Linked DNA regions of Gossypium hirsutum: region 1 is linked to region 2. Evidence: chromatin contacts called from public Hi-C data. All regions are on one chromosome and are shown on one strand. Each heading gives the region's core, a stretch centred on a gene start, on an enhancer-like site or on the middle of the called end of the contact. The rest is flanking DNA. Distances are from core to core; before and after follow the strand shown. Region 1 overlaps LOC107936639 (a long non-coding RNA gene). Region 2 has its middle 42 kb from the start of LOC107947737.

Region 1 (3,409 bases), core at 286-2,785, 790 kb before region 2:
AAAAATTAAATTCTAAAGAGAGTTCAAGTCCTAAACCAAGTGATCAAATCTGATGAAAAAAAAAATAAGAAACTCATTAATCAGATCCAAGAACATTTCTATAAGGTTGACAAATGATCCAAAAAGCAGAAAGAGCGAATCAAATAAAGTCAATTTTAAGTACAAGAGTCAATGCACCATTCTACTTAGCTCCTTAAATGTCCTGATTTCTGTTTTGGCCCATAACACTGCCTTCGATCCTACATACAAATTGAAGGTACCTTCTTAAGAGATGAAGGCTTCACTGCAAACTTGTAATCAATTGAAGGCATTTTTTTTAATCAATTTCCAATCAAAGATCTATCAGTTGAGTTGAGCGATATATATGCTGGACTTGTCATTGTAGCTATAAAAGGATTGAAATGGCAGTAATGGTTGAAGCATAGAAAGCCTGTTATGTAGCACTGATTGTGAGTAGGGACTAGTTTTCATTTCTATACTTTTTTTTGTTGTTTTACTGATGAATTAGATGGTTTATAATTGAACATTAATCGGCCAACTTGTAAATCCTTGAATTTTATTCGAATTCAATTAATTAATTCATACCTTGATATGCATAATTATTTATCTCACAATACACAATCCTCATCTTCAAGGATCTTCATCATCGTTCGTTGTAGTTCATTATTTAACTCTGTTTCTTCCCTTGTTTCAAAAATGACAGGATCTTTAGGAACATAAAGGACCAATATTTGACACCCAATCAAGAGAAACAAAGATGAAACATGTTACATTAGAAGATAATAGAAATGAAATATTGAAAACGGAGTTGTATGCAATTCTTTTAGCCATTATCTAATATAGGTACATTGAAATAGTAAAAATCCAGAAAAGAACCCACAAGCGCAATTATACAATAATTCCATTGAAATCAACTTTAAAAGCAGTACATCCATATACACAATAAAAAAAAGTAACAATGAATAACATAAAATAGCAATTTCAACAGAAACTACTGAAAAATAAAAGATTCATATTAATGCAAAAGGTTTACAATTTGATAAAAGAGTATCAAATAAACTAAGAATTGGGAGATTAGATCTATAAACCAAAACCCATTATAAGAACATGTACAGATCTAGGGGATTTGAAATTTGGATCCAAATTAAAACTTACCGGATCTTGGATCCTGCGAGACGACTCAAAAAATGCTTCACCTTTTTTTTTTTCAGTGGATTAAGCTATCAAGAATTTCCAATTTGAAGAGAAAAAGAGTTTTGGTGTGTGATGCAGATAGGGTTAGAAGGAAATGTGATTAAAAAAATGTTTAAATTAAGTGTAGAAGAGATTAAGCTGGGGAAGAAACACGGAAAAAAAATCAAGGATTTAAGAAGTGGGAAAGAAAGGAGAATAGTGAGGGTAAAATGAAAACCTTGGCTAATTTGTTATACAACCCATGTCCTGAATACTGAATGGTGTGATGCATTTTCAGTTGAATAAACCCATAATGGAATTTGGCTGAAATAGCTTATTACAACCAACCAAACAATGGTTTGGTGATGGGCCCACTGAATTATGTTGTAATGCATTGCTATTTCAGCCAACTAAAGAGGCTGGAGTAATAAATGATACGATCCCTCTTAGAGATTTGAACTCCGAGATTCAACCCACTTTCGTTGAGCTTGAGCTAATCCTCATGGGTTTCATTTTCTATTTTCTATTTTTTATGAATTATGAATTTATTTTATTTTAACTTTTATAATGAATAAAAGCATAATATTGAAATCATCAATCAAGTGGAACTGTAACAAAATTTAATATTTGTATTGTTTTTTTAACAAAAATAGATATTTGTATTCATATCTATATTTATATAAACCTTAATTGAATTGGTGTTGCTCGAATTTCGTACACACAATTATACATATTATAACAAATAGTAATGGGATCATTCTCTAAATACTTATCATCAACGACTATTACTCTTAATCCTATCTAAATAACGCAGAGTTTTTGGATTTGTCACGCATCAGCTAAAACATGATAGGATGCATACTTGCTACACACAAGACTGATCAAGAGAGCATTAAACTTCTACCTTACAAAATCACTTCCTCAAGTACTAACAACCCATAAAAAAAGCATGAGCTTCCACTTGGAAGATGGTAGTAATCCTCAACCCTTTAGAAAAACTACTAATCCAGTAAGCATTCGAATCCCTCAAGATACCGCCAATCACAAAAGAGCCTATATCAATATCCATTAATACATTTGTATTAAGTTTGATCCAACCTTCCTATGAAGATTACCAAGAAGCATGAGTATATCCTCAAACCATAATACTCTAATTACTTTTTGTGAACATAATGTTTGCGAGCCCAAGCCATTCGCGCCACTAGAGTATGCCTTTGGTTACTATGAGCTTCATTGGAAACATAATCATTCCAATTTTTCCAAACCATCCAAAAGACAATAAGAAACAAAGTAAACCATTTGACCCTCGCAACCTCAATACCTCCAACTTTTTTGAGGTTCCATATTACCCACTGATTTCAAGGAAAACTGAAAAAGTCCTCAAAGTCGTCAATGGTATGATTAGTTTCTAAAAGGCATTTTGCACAATTGGAGTCACGCAAAACATGGGTATATTAGAAATTAACAAGAGTACATATCAAAAAATCAATCATAATTGCTTGTATATCTCAAGTCATCAGTAGCTTTATATACAACAGATAGTAGCTTAGTAACTAACGTAACAAATTAAAAGAAACTCAGAAACTGCTAATTGTGTTGAACTACCTAACTAAAAATTGTTAGTTGATATCCTCCCTACTTTCTTTTGAAAAATCAGTAAGAGCTACATCAGTAAGTTGATCTCAAAAGCGTTGAAAACTCTTAACGGTTAATGGTTTAGTAAGAATGTCTGCAGAACTTTGTCACAAACAAAGTGCAAGTCTATTTCAATATGTTTGGCTCAAACATGAAGAACATGGTTTGCTGTGAGAGATCCAACACTCACATTATCACATCAAATTGTTGGCACTCCAGTAAAGACAACCCTAATCTCTGCAAGCAAAGACTGAAACCACGCAAGCTCAGAAGTAGCATCTTCTAGACTTTGATATTCTACCTCAGTTGTGGAATGAGATATTACATTATGCTTTTTGGATGACCAACCAATAAGATTAGCTCCAAGATACACACAATATCTAGACATGGATTTTCTATCCTCTAATGAGTTGGCCCAATCTGTATCTGAGAACCCTGTCAAAGTAACTGTAGATGGTTAAAAATTCAACCCAAAATCAAGAGTTCCTCTAACATATTACAGAATTCATTTCACTACACACTAGTGAACATCATAAGGAGAGTGCATATACTAGCTGACCTTGTTAACAATAAAAGAAATATCAGGTCATGTCAAGCACAA
Region 2 (3,634 bases), core at 78-2,577:
ATGTACCTAGGGATCTTTTACTCAATGTTAAAAATGGTCAAAAATGGTGTATATATAAGATGTGAATATGTGAGTTTGTTTATAATCATGTACGTAATTTATATTGATGCTTGGGTAACTATGTTTTAGGTAAGTTTGAATGTTGAAATAGTTGAATTGGAGCCTTAAGGCCAATGGTCGTTATGTATGTTGAGTTGTTATCATTGGAAAATAGGGGATTAGTATTCTACTATGGATGTCACGAATTCACACATTAAATGTCTCAACGTTAGGCTATCTTGTTGCGACGTCTCCTGCTTAAGGTCGCGACATCGGTCCTGTTTTATTTTAAAACCTTTGCAATTTGATCCTCAAGTTAGGAAGCTTGGTTACTGTCTTCAATTTCACAACACAAAGTCCTAAAAGTCTCAACACGCACCTAGCATACTTTGAAAACTTTTCATTTTAGTCCTAGTTTGATCTTGGGATGGTATTGAGTTTTCATAAGCTCGTATATGACACGAAAATGAATATATATCATGTTTTACGCTCTTAATACTTATAAATTAATGAATAATGATGAAATTTATTTGTAATTGATCGGAATTGCTCCAGAAACGAATGTAACATATTATAGCTTATACTCGACGATCGATTCGAGTATAGGGTGCTACATGAAGTTTCATTTATGTTTAGAACGTATATGTTTTTCCATGCGGATATTTTACTTTGATGGAAAATTTGAATTTTGTTAACATCACAAATTGCAAATAATTCAATACTTTTTTCACCCTACATATTGTGAAATATATTTAATAAATACTAGAAATCTTATCACATGCATATGTATACGAAAATCACGTATTTGGAATACAAATGTGTGTTTAAAAATAACATACAATAAATAATAATATGTACAGTTTGGAACTAATTAATAGTAATACATGAAATATGTACGTAATTAAAATGAAAAAAATTAAACTAAATTGTGAGTAAAACGAAACATAATCACAAATATATAAAAATACATATAAAAATATATTTATTAAAATTTCATATAAGAATAAAGATATTGCTTTAGTTTAGATGGTAAATGAAAAGAACACACCGTGTACTTGGTTCGAATCTCATTATAAATAAATTTTTATTGGTTAATAAATAAAATAATGTTTAATAAATTTCTAACTGAGTATTAATATGTCATACAAACTCAATAATTAGTAAATATTGATATTATTGTGAGATCTATTTACAAATAATTGTTGGGTTGATTTGGAATTATCATTCACAGGGCCCAAAGAAGGCCATAAAATAAAGTCCTTACCTTTAAAAAAAAAAAATCCGTTTCAAATTTTAAACCCTCCAACTCACCTTCTGGACTAACCTATATATTAACAATCAATCTCCATATTTACAATTAAACCCTTTAACCTTCTTTCTTTCTTAATCTCACCCGGCCTCTCTCCCTCTACTTTCAAATTCTTCTTTCTAAAAATAATTTCTCTGCATTTTCTTTTTGATCGGAATTCTCTGCTCCTTTATCTTTAGAAGATAGAATTATAATTGGAAATGAAATTAGAATTAGAAGTCTTCTTCCTTTTTTTTTTCTTTTTTGTTGTATATGATAATCCATAGGGTTTTATTTTGTTCCCTTATTGTATAAGGTTTTGGAGGTTTTTTAGAGATTCGATTTAGGCTATTGTAATATTGTAATTTTCCCCCTTTTTGGTAATTTGATTTGCTACTTTGACTGTACATGAAAATAAGAGTGATTATCGATTTAGGAATTTAGGGTTTTCTATTTGCTTATATGGAGAATCCGCGTAGATCATTTGATAGATCAAGAGAACCTGGTTTGAAAAAACCACGTTTAACTGAAGACCTCACTTCAAACCCTAATATCCGGCTTTTTTCTCAACGAGCGAACCCAGTTGGTCCCGCCTCTGGTTTGAGATTCCGGTCCAATGACTCCGGCACCAATGATTTGACCCTTGCCGACGGTGGAGCTTACGAACCACAGCCAGTGTCACATCAGCAGCAACACCACCAGCAGCAAGAGTTAGTTAGCCAGTATAAGACGGCGTTAGCTGAGCTTACTTTTAACTCGAAACCAATTATTACTAACTTGACAATAATCGCTGGCGAGAATGTTCATGCCGCCAAGGCCATTGCTGCTACTGTCTGCGCTAATATTCTTGAGGTGAACTCAGTTTTAGCTGTGCCTTATGCGTTAAAGCTTTTCCTTTCTTCTTGAAATTGAATTGTACAGGAAAATAAATTGCAAGTTCGATACTGTGGGAAAAAAAAGGAAAGATAATTTGGATTGTAAGTGTAAATTGGGATTAATGGATTTTTTTTTTTAGTTTTGCTGTCATCAATGTGTGTCTCGATATAGGTTTGTTAAAATGTTTCGCAGAGTTCTTTTGAGTTCAATTTTTATACTATCTTAACAGGTGATATGAGTACAATATTGTTGGTCAAGTGTTTTTTTTTTTCCTTTTATTAACAAATGCAGGAATGGTATGTTGTGATGTGACTTCGTAGTCTATGCAATTCCGGTCTAAGGCCATTTTGCCTGCAAATATCTTCCTTTATTGGATATCTGTTCTATTTTTTCGTAGAACTGATATGTTTCTAATCGCCCTGGAATTTGTAAACAGCTGGCCAATGAATTATAGAGATTGTAAACTTTACAGGCATATGTCAGAAATGGAATATGAATAGTCCATATGTTATGAAACGTATATCTAATGAATTGTATTGGTTTGGAATCTCTTTAAGCTATTATTCCCTTTAGCTGGGTTTTCTCACATCAATTTCCTTATATGGTCACATATTTGTTCATCTCCATTTCATTTGTCCTTCTGAAGCGAGTATAGTGCTTTCCTACTTGCCTGTCATCATCTTTTGCTAGCAATCTTTTGTTATTCTACTCAAATCACTTTTGGTTGGCGATACATGTTTCTAATCGCCCTGGAATTTTTAAACAGCTGGCCAATGAATTATAGAGATTGTAAACTTTACAGGCATATGTCGAAATGGAATATGAACAGTCCATATGTTATGAAACGTATATCTAATGAATTGTATTGGTTTGGAATCTCTTTAAGCTATTATTCCCTTTAGCTGGGTTTTCTCACATCAATTTCCTTATCTGGTCACATATTTGTTCATCTCCATTTCATTTTTCCTTCTGAAGCGAGTATAGTGCCTTCCTACTTGCCTGTCATCATCTTTTGCTAGCAATTTTTTGTTATTCTACTCAAATCACTTTTGGTTGGCGATATGAGTAAATAGAACTAGAAATGCTAATGCCATTGTGAATGCTTAAGTTGAGCACCCTGTTGTTACCGGCACTCTTTGATTTTCCATTGGCAAATGATAAAAATCTGCTTTCCAAGTCTACAAAGTATATAATGGTGCCTCAGATTGCTTGGATCTGAAAGAATGCTTTTTCTGTGATGGAGCCATTTATTAAGGCTGGAAGCTGGTAGAAAGTCATGAAAAACAGGGGATAAATTGAAATCATAACTAGATAAGGTGGGGTCAGATTTTAGGTAAATGAAATTAAACGCCTAAGTTGATGAGGTAAAAGGCGGTCAACTCTGATAGCAGGAATGGATTCGGAAACTTTATTTACTGCTGAAAATCTTCA

Evidence for each region. A called contact is a pair of places that touch in the nucleus more often than the background predicts.
Region 1: a Hi-C map of leaf shows a contact between it and region 2, with 1.8 times the contacts expected there. The contact joins two enhancer-like sites. A contact is called at or near these places in 2 of 34 Hi-C or Micro-C datasets (both in leaf).

Annotation. Positions count from the first base shown.
Region 1 is chrA04:59,381,452-59,384,860 of Gossypium_hirsutum_v2.1, reverse strand. LOC107936639 (a long non-coding RNA gene) reads right to left here. Exons shown (of 5, transcript XR_005925633.1): 4 at 1,156-3,243; 5 at 1-239. Among protein-coding and RNA genes, the nearest start is that of LOC107936639, 5.7 kb to the right of the region's middle. Within about 2 kb of position 1,535, at least 7 of the 9 cell types and tissues checked have an H3K27ac peak or open chromatin away from gene starts, as enhancers often do. A contact at or near this core is called in leaf, where this site is marked.
Region 2 is chrA04:58,589,719-58,593,352 of Gossypium_hirsutum_v2.1, reverse strand. It overlaps the pseudogene LOC107948124. Among protein-coding and RNA genes, the nearest start is that of LOC107947737, 42 kb to the left of the region's middle. Within about 2 kb of position 1,327, at least 6 of the 9 cell types and tissues checked have an H3K27ac peak or open chromatin away from gene starts, as enhancers often do. A contact at or near this core is called in leaf, where this site is marked.